Regions from separate parts of the Gossypium hirsutum genome. Here region 2 is linked to region 1. A link is a contact called in public Hi-C data. All regions are on one chromosome and are shown on one strand. Each heading gives the region's core, a stretch centred on a gene start, on an enhancer-like site or on the middle of the called end of the contact. The rest is flanking DNA. Distances are from core to core; before and after follow the strand shown.

Region 1 (6,561 bases), core at 1,644-4,143:
TTTAAAAATATCAATTTGAGCTCACACATAAAAATCGAGTTTGAAGTTGATCATAAGAATCAATCTCATTTTTTACACTTAAATGATCCTAACCAAAAGAGCTCGAACAATCTTTTTTTTTTTTTTTTTATCTTGAATCGACCTTGGGCTATAAAAGTGAGATTTGAGCTTAAGTCAAATTCCAACCCCAAATATTGAGAGGAGCTCGAACTTCTTATAACTTGAGCTCAGCTCAGCTTAATTACACCCCAAATAAATACTGTCCTCTGCTTCAGTAGAATACCAATTCTTTCATTGTTATTAAATTTCTTATACTTTCCCATCTACTTATAGTTTTTAATTATATTCTTCACATGCATAACTACAGAAAAAGAACTTGGAATTAAACTTCTTGAAAGCAAACGCTACCTTCAAAGATGTAGAGGGCTGATCTGACAACATAGACAAATCCTTCAAGCCTTTCTCTCTAGTTGCTTCTGATTTTTGCTTTTGTCTAGATTTGAACTGGACGAAACTTTTCTTATTGACTAATAAATCAGGGAAGCCCCAATCTTTTGTTGGATCAGAAGAATCATATGTTGACAAGGAAGCTAAATACCTTGGACATGGAGTTCGCAATTTGTACACTTGTCCTGAAATAAATAATGGCGGAGGGGGTACAACCTTACAAATTAGGAGCATTAACATTAGATTTCATGAAGAGAGTTGTTTTAGAAGAAGACATAATTTCCTCACTTCCTCCCGATCAAAACCCAAGAATCACCCTTTGTTTCGTTTGCAAAGTTGTTCTAGAGAAGTGGCAGATGCAAACCTGTTCTAACTCGTACCAGATCAAGATGAACTTCACATATGGGAGCAGTTTTTAATAGAACACCGCCAAGAGGCACGGAGGGGTGAACTTTAGCCGACCGCTTCACCAGCCGACCTATCAGTCTAGCCACTTGCTTTTTTCCATCCTCTTTTGGTTTTGTCACCATACTCCAATCCCACAAATCCACAACTGGAAATTCTAGCAAGGGCTCATCTTTGCAACGTGTGACTTGTCCGTATTGGGCTCGCCAGTTCTCTTCATCCCATGTATCACCTGAATGAAAATTTTCCAGTGTGTTCATTTAGACTCGTGGAACTTGTCCCACAGGAATCCCTTAAGAGTTAAAATTTGTAGGCAAAACTGAAGTAGATGTTTATTTCAAATAAATTGGATATCAGTCAAATGTAACAATAGCAACGTTGTCGCAAGACCTTCATATGGGACAACTTCACTTGAACCGCCCAAACCAAAGCTTTCCTCTGGGATCCATTCACCCTCGTCCAACTCGTACATCTCATCATTTCCTGCCCCTCAACAGAACACCGTTAGATAAGTTTCAGAACATAACCAACTTTTTACAATCATCTTCAGAAGCTAGCAAGCATTTAGAAATTTTGAACAAGCAAATTTGTGACAAACCATCAGTAGGAAACTTGAAATTCTCTTTTTCGTCTGTTTCCAACGAAATACTTGCATCAGCAGCAGAATTGGCAGCTAAGTTATACCCAGAAAGATAAAGGTCGATGAGTGTGTCTTCTAACCTGAATCAAGATGATACCTCAGTAAGAAAACACGTAATCAACTAGTTCAACCAAAATATAGGATATAAAATGTCAGAAGTAGCAAACCACTCTGATGGTGGTGGTGGCTGCTCAGATGCTTGAGCACTGGTGTCCTCTATCGGACCTGGTAATCAGAAGTACCGTGAATTGGTTTAAAGCACTAGAGCGAAAGAGAATCCAATCAACAGAACATTATTTACAAAAGTAGAACTTATTTTTGAGATGAAATTTTGTACTAATGAATCAGATTCACAGATTGCACCGCTCAAAGAAAACTTGTTCCTTCAACTACCCTTCAATCATTCCACAGCATAATATTGAGTAAAGAGAAATTTTACCTGTACTAGTAGATTCATCAGCAACATTTATAGTAGTATTCTGAGCATCAACTTCATTGCCCTGAGACGAAGAGCGATTATACTCGGGACCATTATAAGACGCAGTGGCACAAGGCTCATCTAAAACAGAATTATCAGCCACAGCTCCTTCCTGCAAAATCATTTTGGAATCAAAAACCTAACATGAAAAGCATACCGAACATAGGATTAATCATCCAGATAAAAGAAGGTATGAGCTAACTACCATGTCCAAAAGCACATAATTTCCATTCTCAAATGTGTAATAGAGACCATATTTACTGCTATAGTACCATCCGGCATCAGGATCATGGTAAAATCCACTACTGCAACAAATCAAACGAAGGCGTACGGTGCCAAAATGAACAAAAGATCATTGAGAGAGACAGAGAGAGGAAAAAAAAACCAATTGTATGACATATTGGGATAGAATCATCGAAGTTTAAAGGAAAAAAAATCTACAATTAATTTCTCAAATATAAAAAGTAATTTCATAAAAATGAGAGGAAGAATTAATAGTAATAGTTTATAGATAAATAAAAAATAAAATAGAAAATTTGAAGTAAATAAATAAATCAACCTGGCATGAAAATAGAGGTGAGTTTGAGGATCCCATACAAAAGAGTAATCGCTGCTGCTCTGCAAGTCCAACTCAGTGGAATCAGCCATTGTTTTATCACTTTCTTTGTCCTTCCTTTTCATGTGAAGAAATTTAATTTATAGAGTACCAAAATTGAAGGAACAAAAAGGAAAAGAGAGGGATGTTATTGTAAAGCCCCAAATGAAGAAGAAAAGACCCACCCCAACTTTACAATCAAATAACTTAATTCTCCATGAATGTGCCGAAATGAAATTTAACATAGAAAAACTACTTTAATGAAGAAGGGAGGGAACAGAGGCAGAAGCAACAAGAGAAACAGAAAGGAAAAAAAAAGGGTTAAAAAACATTAAAAAATTTAGTTTACACCGTTAATAATTTTTATTAACTATTTTGATATTTCCAAATTGATGGAATTGTATTTTGCTGACGACATAAGAGGGAGGGATCCACCAATAGAGTTATACTACATGCTAGGTGTCATTATTTGTTTTTCTCTGTAAAATATAACTACTTTTGGTATATACCATCACAACTTATCATTCAAAATAATTTTAATTTCACTTACCAAAAAAAATAAATTTAATATTCCATGAATACAACCTTAAATTTTATTTAAAATTATTATACATTTTAATTTATGCATAACATTACTAAAAATATTTTCTTTCGTATATCTAGACTTGTTCATAGGTTAAGCCATCCGATTCAGTCTAAAACTCTGCTCGAAAAGTGTTAGGATTTAGACAAAAATATAGACCAACAAATAGATTTGGGCAAAAACAATAAGACATATTTAAAAATAGGTCGGGCCTTGGATAATGTATTTTTTGCCCGGGCCCGACCCAAATTCACAAAAGGACAATTTTTTTTACTATTTTTGTTGTTTTGATGATATTTTTTTGTTGTTTTTATTTCTCTATTTTACTATCTTTTTACTATTATATTAGTACTATTTTATTATTATTGTTTAGATAATATATAACATTATTTTTTTGTTAATTTTATTATTATTTTAAAAATATTTACTTGTTAAATTGCAACTATTTTAATGTTATTATTCAATCTTATTTTTTATTTAAATTCAAGTCAGAAACTGCTAAGGATTAAAATTTTTCTACCTATTTAATATGTATACATCTTACCGATAAATATAATTGCTTTATATATATGAATTCGGTATCTTTTTTTTGGTGTTTTATTTATATTGCTTCTTAAGCCCAATTTATACCCAGGGCCCAATACATTTAAAACCCAAAACAATTAACAAAACAAACTTAATCCAATCTCTAAGCCCAATACAAACCATTACCCAAACCCTAAACCCATCAGACTTAAACCCAAAACAACCCTAACAGCCCAACAAAATTAAAGAAAAATGAAAACTCTAGCATCTAACACCCTCAGCCGCTGCAACCGTGGAGGTTCCCAAGCACCGCACGTCGCGCGTCCCTCCGCGTCGTGCACTCCTCTACTAGGCCACATCAAAGACGTGCTCAAATGAACCTACAAACAAGCAAAATAAGTTGTAAAATAGGCTATAAAAGTCTTTGGAAAGTATTGTAATGGGTTTTTTTTATTTTAGAAAAAAGAGGGAGATAGATACAAAAATCAAACATATACAGAAATCAATAGCAACAATATTGGTTAAAGGTGATTCTAAGTCCCATTTTTCTTTCTATTTTTGGCTGCTGTCTCTTTGATTTATCTACTGCTTGAAAAAACAACAAAAGGGGAAAAGGGGAACTCGCCTTTGGTTCATCGATTGGAGCCTCGGTTTAGGTCTTTTCCCTTCGTTCTCCTGATGTTGAGAGGCGACTAAGTCTCTGAGTATGGCCTGAGCGGAGTCGGAGACTCTCTTCACGCATTACCGACTACCGAATTTGATGGTGGTACTGTGGAGGCTAAAACCTACAGGGTTTTTTAGAGTAAAAGAGAAAGCTTTTGGTTTCTAAGAAAAAGGGTTTTAATGTTGTAAGAAAAAAAAATAATGGTCAATTAATTTTGAAACAGTACTTTGGGGGGTGAAAAGTAGTCTGCGCATTAATCCATATGTTGGATTTGCTCATTCTCCCCTTTAAGGGGTTATTTGCGTAGTTAGTTCCCCATCTCTGCATTGCTGTCCGATTAGGCCAATGTTTTCTCTTTTATTTTTTTTAAAATTTTTCCCAGGAACTTTATATCAGTTTAGTTTTAATCCTCGCCTAAACACGGTGTTTTGGGGTTTTGGGATATTTTCCGCTTAAATCCCCGAATATGTGGGCGCATGTTTTTTGGTCCTTGATCCTGTTCTAATAATTTGCTTTGTTTATAAATTATCCCTTTAGTTTTACTTTTATTTCAATTAAGTTTCTAAGTTATTCATTTTTTAAAAAAAAATACTATTTAAACATATGATTTTGAATTATTTTATTTCATACTGTTTTATTTTCATTTGAATTTTTTTTTTTACATTTTATCTCATAGCACACTTTTTTTGATTTTTTTTTTGTTATAAGTATTCTTTGCTTTAATATTACGCTATTATTTTTATTAAATTGCTTGTATTGTATATATATACTATTTGTTTTAAATTGATATACAAATATAGATATGGTTTTGTATAATTCATTTTAGCTTACTTCACACGTGACATTTATTCTAAAATTAGTTTATATATTATTTTACATATTAATATTTTTTCCCTTTTCTCTTCATTTCATGTGAATTATTTATTTATATGCATACTATTTGCCTGGAAGTATTTATATTTTGTATATTATGTATTTTGTTTTTTAGTACTTTTTCAAAACTCCTTCATATATTACTCGTTTTTTGTTGTTTGTATATCGGTGATTTCACATTTTTCATTTCTCACATTATTAATTCTTCTTTATTTTAAAACTTGCTTCATTTCATTTGTGTTCATTTGCTTGGCACTTTTCTAAAAATTGAATTGTAATTCATTGGCCTTTGTGTGTTAATATTAGTCTTTGCATAAAGTATGTAGCCATTACATATACCTTCTTGTCATATGATTATGATTTATTTGCCTAGAACTTTTGCCATGTAATATTATGCATGTTCGTGATTATGTTCTTATCTCCTACTATCATTGTGATTTAAATTCCAACTTATGTGGCCAACATTAGTGGTTTCATTTCTTCTCCAAACAAACCCAAACAAGTATATTCTGATTCGGCTTTTATCATCGTTAATTCAAACCCTCTCAACTTCGAAGAATTCGAAGAATCGTGCCCTAACGTACTGGGTTTCGCTTTCTTTGTTTGTCTTGAATATTCGAATATCCTCTTACCAGTTCACTCTAAAAAATTTTCAAAATAAAGGCAATGTTCGGTATTTAAAGAATTTGAAGAATCGTGCCCTAACGTACTGGGTTTCGCTTTCTTTGTTTGTTTTGAATATTCGAATATCCTCTTAAGGCTAAAACGCACGTTTTAAAGGCAAGCTCACAATTGAGGGTCAAAAATGTTATGTCCTAACGTACTGGATGTAATGTTTTACCTTGAGGTGAGATGGTCTTTAATACACATTTGACTTACCTAAATGTTTTAAAAGCTAGTAAAAGGAGGATCGCGTTTTGAACTCTGTCCAAATCTTTAATTTTCGACATTAAGACACTAAATAATCAATCGAGTACCAATTTTGGGCGTGTCGAGGGTGCTAATCCTTCCTCATACGTAACTGACTCCCGAACCGGTTTTCTATTTTTGCAGACCAAAATCATCGTTTTGAAAAAATTATTTATTTATTAAAAACGACCGTGTTTTGAGGTGATCCAATCACACCCTATTAAAAACGATTGGTGGCGACTCCCAACTTTTCGTTTTCAAAAGTCGATTTCCCGTTTTCAAAAAAATGGTTTCGACAACTTGGCGACTCCGCTGGGGACTATAAGAGAGTCGAGCTGTAAATTGATTATTTTATGTCTTCTTGTCGAAATTTAGAAATTCAGTTTTTCTAAAAATACACGATCCTCGCTTTGCATTTTCTGTGTCCTTCTTGAGTTTGTTT
Region 2 (6,561 bases), core at 1,792-4,291, 690 kb before region 1:
CTAATTAAAATAACCACATAAATAAAAAAAAAAAAAGAAAGAAAGAAAAGTCAACTTTTACGATATTCATTCCTATAAAACCCTTAGAAATTGAAAATATAAAAAAACATTACTAATTAAAATAACCACATAAATAAAATAAAAGAAAAAAAGAAAAGTCAACTTTTACGATATTCATTCCTATAAAACCCTTAGAAATTGAAAATATACATTTTATCGATATTAGATATAGATTAATATATTATAATGTAAAACATTTAAAATATTTTTAATTAGTGTGAATTTTTTAAATAAAATTAGTGAATTGAAAAAACTATTGATGCGAATGTAAGCAGAGAACAAAAAAAAAATTGAGAAAAATAAATACTATGAAAAAATAAAAATGGAAAAGAATGAAATGTAAAAAGAAAATATTAACTAAATATATTTAATGATTAATAATTATATTAATTCAATTTTAATATGATATTAAAAACTATTGAAAGTGCGAAGATTATCTTATCAATTACTTCACATACCAAGATTATCGTTATTAGTTCTTTTATATATAAATGTGAATAGTCTAAATTGATCTTCATTTGAAGCTGATTTTGTATTATATATAGATATAGATTAACTATTAGAGGAAAGGTTAAGTGAAAAGTAAAATTGAATGATAGATTTCTATATATTTAGGTGAAAAATAATCATATTTTTTATCATTTTTTCATTCTCTCTTCTCGTCCCTTCAATTTTTTATCTAATCAAAAACACACTCTAAATGTATTATTAATATTTTTACTATTTAATAATCAAAGAAATCAAGGGACGCTAAATCATAGTTCTATTGATATATATCATGACAATGTAACAACTATTGATAATTATAGTTTTTCTTTAAATTACATTAAAAATTTATGAAATAATGAAAGTATAAAAACATTAACAGTTTTCCTTTTTAATCTTAAATAAAAGTTATTTTAATTTTCTATTAAATTTTTTTATCTCTTTTAATTATTAAATTTACATTGTTTATCAAATCACAAAAAATAATAGAAACGTTAACATTTGTAAAATTTGTAATATACACATGACAGTCTAATTCAATTTTTAAAAAAAATTTAATAAATTTTAAATTTTTTAATATTTAAAAATTAATTAATTGCTGATATGATTTACATGACAACCTAAATGTATATCATGCCAGTAAAGTTAATTTTTGTTTACTTTTTCATTCATTTTAGAATACTATAATTTGACAAATAATATAAATTTAACATTTAAAAGAGACAAAAAATTAAAATAAATTTTTTATGTAAAATTAGAGGACTAAATATAATATTATTCCTAATAGAAATCATTAATAACACGACTCACGTATGAGATAAATATGAACACAAAATATATAAGTGTAAAACAAATTGGGAGAAATTACAAAGGATAGACTTTCGGTCATTCGGTGAAGAAATGAAAAATGAAATGTAGTGTAGACAATGGAATAAGCCTACGTGGCTGAATCCTGAACCGAGGACTTGTGAAACCAGTTGCTTAATCTATGTCCTTATCAATAACACGTGGCCTAACCAAACTCCAACCAGAGTTAAATGATCAGAGGTTAAATTCTGATGTGAATCATACTTTTTGTATGGATTCAAACCCCAAATCAAATGAATGAATCAATGAAAAAATTTTCTACCTACTGAAATGAATACCAGAACAAAACCAACAAATGTTCGGAAATCCAACGTTTTGATGTCTTCTTATTTACAATGATCTCTTTTCCTAACCCTACAAATTCAAACAACAAAACTCCATAGTTGCTACTTCATTTACTTCCTCCTTGGGCCGCACCTGCCTGCGTTTGTCGCCAAACCAACTCTTCTAAGGCTTCTATCATCCACAAATGCGGGCATTCTTCTCTAGCTTTCGACACTGTCACCTACATACATAACAATAACAACACATGTTCAGCTCTTTCGTACTCAGTTCATTATTAACATTTACATACATATATATGGCAGCCAAATACATACCCATTCCCGTTTTCGGATGTTTTTCTCAGGCCATCCATCTAACTCTTGCTTCACAAGCAGACCAAACATGTGGCCTTCATGGTATATACTTTGCCTTTTGCTCTTATAACACCATTTACCTAATTTACACTGCAAACATATATATACATCCATCCAGTTAAAATCAGAAAGAAATGGAATCAAGAGTTTGAAATGGAAAAGCCTATGGTAGATTACTAACTTCGATGACGCCAACTACACCGGCTTCCTCAACCGTCTCTCTAATGGCAGCTTCTTCCATGGATTCATCTTTCTCCCAACCCCCTTTGGGGAATAATATCCCTTTCCCATTTTGTGCATTTATTACAAGAACTTCAATCGCTTCCTCAATTGACTTGGCATCTTCGCTTTCCCTGTATCTGTAGGGAATGCACCTGCTCAAACCAAATATTGATAATTAGAATCCTTCTATTCAACCAAGCCAATCAAAAGAGGAGAAGGAAAGAAAAAGATTACCCAACAACTAAGCGGAAGCCTCTGTTATTATAGCGCTGCAAGTGCCTGCCGGTGCGAGGATATGAAACACGAGAAACCAATTTCTCAATTGGCATAGGCAATCTCGCAGGGATTTTCTCCAGGAGAGACAACAAAAAGTGGATCAATGAGGGAAATTTCATAAGCAACCCCGATATCCCTCCCATGGCTTCAGTTTCAGACAAAACAAAAAGCAGAAAATTTTGCAATAGAAAAAAAAATTGAAAATGGGTTTCTTTCGTTGTGGTTTTGCAGAGTTTTAGATTTATTCCTCTCTAATATTCAGATATAGAGATTGCAATTTGTAGATAGATATTTGGTGAAGAGCGTGGATGACAACCAAGAGAGAACCGCGTTTGGCTCTGTTTCAACCTGTTTAATATAGAGTGGAAGGAGACAAAGGAAAGAGATGCGAAACCTCTGTAAAACCGACGCGCCTGCACCATACGGCCATGTTTTTGATTTCAGACAGTCACTAAATTGTTTTTTTAATTAAAAAAGTCATCCTTCACACGTTAAGCATGTAATTTTCTTATTTATTTTATTTCTCATTATAATTATTACAAAATAAATCAATCAGTAGAAGATGACAAAAAACCCTTGAAAAGCTCTCGAATCTTAACTACTTAATAATAATCCAACCAATCCTATGTCCATTGCTCGGCTCCTAGTTACAAAATTAAAATGCATTTTCATAATTTTATTTTTATTTTAAGTAATTATTTGTTATCTAAAAATTTTTTAGACTCTTAAAAGTGTGACAAGTATTATATTTATTTATATAATTATTTTTTTAGTACATTTTATAATATATTTGTTAAACTTTAAATATAATTGTGAAGTCTAAAAATTTGAATAATCGTAAACGTTAAACCTTTACTATGAGATAATTCTTTTAATATTTAAAAGAATAAAATAAGTAACATTAAAAGTTTAGATATATTTAGTTTTAATTTTTTAAGTGGGTATCATAATCTAATCGTAAACGTTAAGCCTACTTATCACGTAATATCAATGTTGCTTGGGTCAAATTAAACTGGCTGATCAAATAAATTAGACCGGGAATTGGTTAGAGTATCGATCCGGAGTGGAAACTCGTTAGAGCATTGAACTGGTTAGAGTATTAATCAAATAGGCCAACTTATCATATATTTACACTATTATTTAAAATTTTAATTATTTCACTATAAATTTAATTGTAAAATTATCAAAAGTTTAACATTTTTATAAAACAACAAATATAAATTTGAGGTTATTTTTTTGGTCTTTTTACATAAATATATATATATTTAAAATATATGTGAGATTTGAATTCAATTCCTCAAAATTTTCCTTCTCTCAAATTTATCATTTCAAAAATTTGAAGTCACGGTTTATTTTTATATCAAAAGTTTTTTTTTGACATAATTAAAATACTGACAAATGTCAAATTGTCTATTCAGAAAAGACATTTTTATAGTTTTTGTAAGGCCTACAACCTTTTCTATTCACTAAATTTGTCTTTACAGTTTTATAGTTATCCTTAATTAAAATATAACTGAATTATATTATCTACATTAGCTCATGTATATATATATTTCAATTAATTATAAAAAGGTTGTCATATTTTATTTATAAAATATTAGTTTATGAAATTAATATAAAAATTTTAATCTCTATCATTTTACAACTTAACATATCACTTCAATTAATTAATTAGTAAATAATATAATATTTAAATGTTTAATTAATAAATATTTGAAATTAATTTTAACTTAATATTAAAAAATTACATTTATTTTTAGATATTAGATGTAAATTAAATTAAATGTTAAAAGATGATATTTGAATTCTGTATTCTAGCAGACAAGAAGAAAGAAAATGGTCAGGAGGTAGGAAAGACGCGCATGAGAGAGCGTTAGTTTGCGTTGAGTTGCCTCAGAAACACGTGGCAGTGTTGCATAGCAACTTGAGGAAGACTCAGTCTGAGAGTGGAGGAAGCGGTACCCGTACACGGTTTTAGGTGCCGCAATGCAATTGTGAAAGACAATTAATGCCCCATTTTGCTTTATCTTCATTTCCTTCCAGCCCCGTCAACTCCAACTTCTCATTTATTTATTGAATAATCAACCCCAGCAAGTTCTTTTTTACCTTTTACACCTTACAAAAGTATTTTCATATGCTTATGTAATTAATTCCTACCCTAACATCCTCGATTTTTAAAATCAACTATTAATAAAAAAAATATCAATTCACTACTACTCATGTCAAATTTCAACCCATTTCAATTAAATTAGTATCACACCATTAGATGTATAATTTATTTGCTAGAATTGTTGTGTACCAATATTGATATATTTTGATATATTATTTCAAATTTATTGATATTTTTTAAAAAAATTATTTAATATATGTATAAAAAATTATTTACAAATATCAAATAAATAATTTTAAATAAATTTTAAAATATAACATATTTATACATAGATTGATACACTATGATCAAATAAAATTTTTTATTATTTATGACCATAATAGTAAAAAGTAAAAAAAATTATATTTCTTAATATTATTTATACACCAGTCAATGCACAATGTTTTAACTAATGTGAACAAAATAGACCATAATTTTAATTAGTTCAAAAAAAAAGTTGATTGCATTGGTTTATTATTAGAACAATGCACATCGACTGAAACTAGTGTGGAACCAACTACATTAGTTTCAACACTAAAAAAGAAAAATTGATTTTCAAAGAAAATCTATGTATTCAATAATTAATTTAACAGTTTCAAGTATAATTCGAACCCCCAATTGACTACAATATTTTTATTTCTATCTTTTAACCAATTAATTATAAAAAATCTATAATATTTCACTATAATAAAATTTCACTTTAGAACTTATCTTAATATAATCATATTTTAGTTTTTTTATTCAATATAATACATAAGCTTTAAAATCTTTATTTAATCTAAAATCTTATCTCCAATTAATTTTTTAATGTGACAAGCATTTAATTTCAAAAACATTTTTCAAGGCAAATTTTAAACATAATTAATACGAAATATGTTTAGCATTAGTTTCAAAATCACTTTTCAAGTTAAACTAACTTTTTAAATTTCCTTTTAAAAAAACTTTTAAGTTAGAACGATAGTGAGAATAAATCTTTTCAAGTAAAACAAACAAAAAAAAAAAGAAATCTAAAATTTTAATTAGAACGATACTGAGAATATATCTTTTCAAGTAAAACAAAAAAAAGAAATAAAAAATTTTAATTTTTGAGTCTTCAAAATTTAGTTTGAGATTCAAATATAAAATTTCGGGTAAATTTGAAGAAAATATGGTTTTAAAAGAAATTAGAGTTTTAGATCAATTTTTTCAATATTTAATGAAATAGGTCAACTTTGGAGAGAGAAACAGAAAATATGTCTTACAAGAAACATTTTTTGTTGAGATGCCAGCTAAGGGGCTAAAAGCATGCCCTGTAGGATGCGTTTTCAGGCTCCCTATTGCCACCTCAATAGAAAACGCAGGTATGTTTGAATCCACTGTGATATGACCCGCACATTTCATCTATTGTGTTGGGATGGAACCATTACCTTAGAAGCTTATCGCATTACAACTCGGGCTCCCAGTTTATGGTGGTTATACGGTTACGGGTTGAAGTATGACTAGGGATCTTGGTTGACGATGGTTATGCGATCATGGATTGAAGTATGACGGTGGTTATGCTATCACGGGTTCAAGTTTCATGCTGACCATCGCCTAAACGTGCGAATGTCTGGACTAAAAATATTGCAACAAAAGATATAAAATAATAATGGTGTCCACAAGTATACGAGTTTGGTTGTAATATAGTTAAGTTTACAACGAAACACTTGGGAAGTGTTCCGAGGATTGTACCCAAAAGAGGCTGAATTAAACTAAAGGCTAATTTCTATACTAGCAAGTCTAAATAGTAATGACCTAACATTTTAGTACGGTAAACCAAAATAAAATTAAGAAGCAACATATCATAAATTTAAGAAAATTAAACAAACAATCGTATTCACTTAA

What was found. A called contact is a pair of places that touch in the nucleus more often than the background predicts.
Region 2: a Hi-C map of leaf shows a contact between it and region 1, with 1.9 times the contacts expected there. The contact joins the promoter of LOC107887189 here to the promoter of LOC107887160 in region 1. A contact is called at or near these places in 2 of 34 Hi-C or Micro-C datasets (callus and leaf).

The regions. Positions count from the first base shown.
Region 1 is chrA03:45,781,916-45,788,476 of Gossypium_hirsutum_v2.1, reverse strand. It overlaps LOC107887160, which reads right to left and starts at 2,893. Exons shown (of 10, transcript XM_016811317.2): 1 at 2,530-2,893; 2 at 2,176-2,272; 3 at 1,932-2,082; 4 at 1,660-1,717; 5 at 1,451-1,572; 6 at 1,243-1,335; 7 at 812-1,084; 8 at 409-632. The coding sequence starts at 2,651.
Region 2 is chrA03:46,467,190-46,473,750 of Gossypium_hirsutum_v2.1, reverse strand. It overlaps LOC107887189 (nudix hydrolase 4), which reads right to left and starts at 3,041. Exons shown (of 4, transcript XM_016811354.2): 1 at 2,508-3,041; 2 at 2,233-2,425; 3 at 2,013-2,141; 4 at 1,360-1,918. The coding sequence starts at 2,692. The coding sequence ends at 1,805.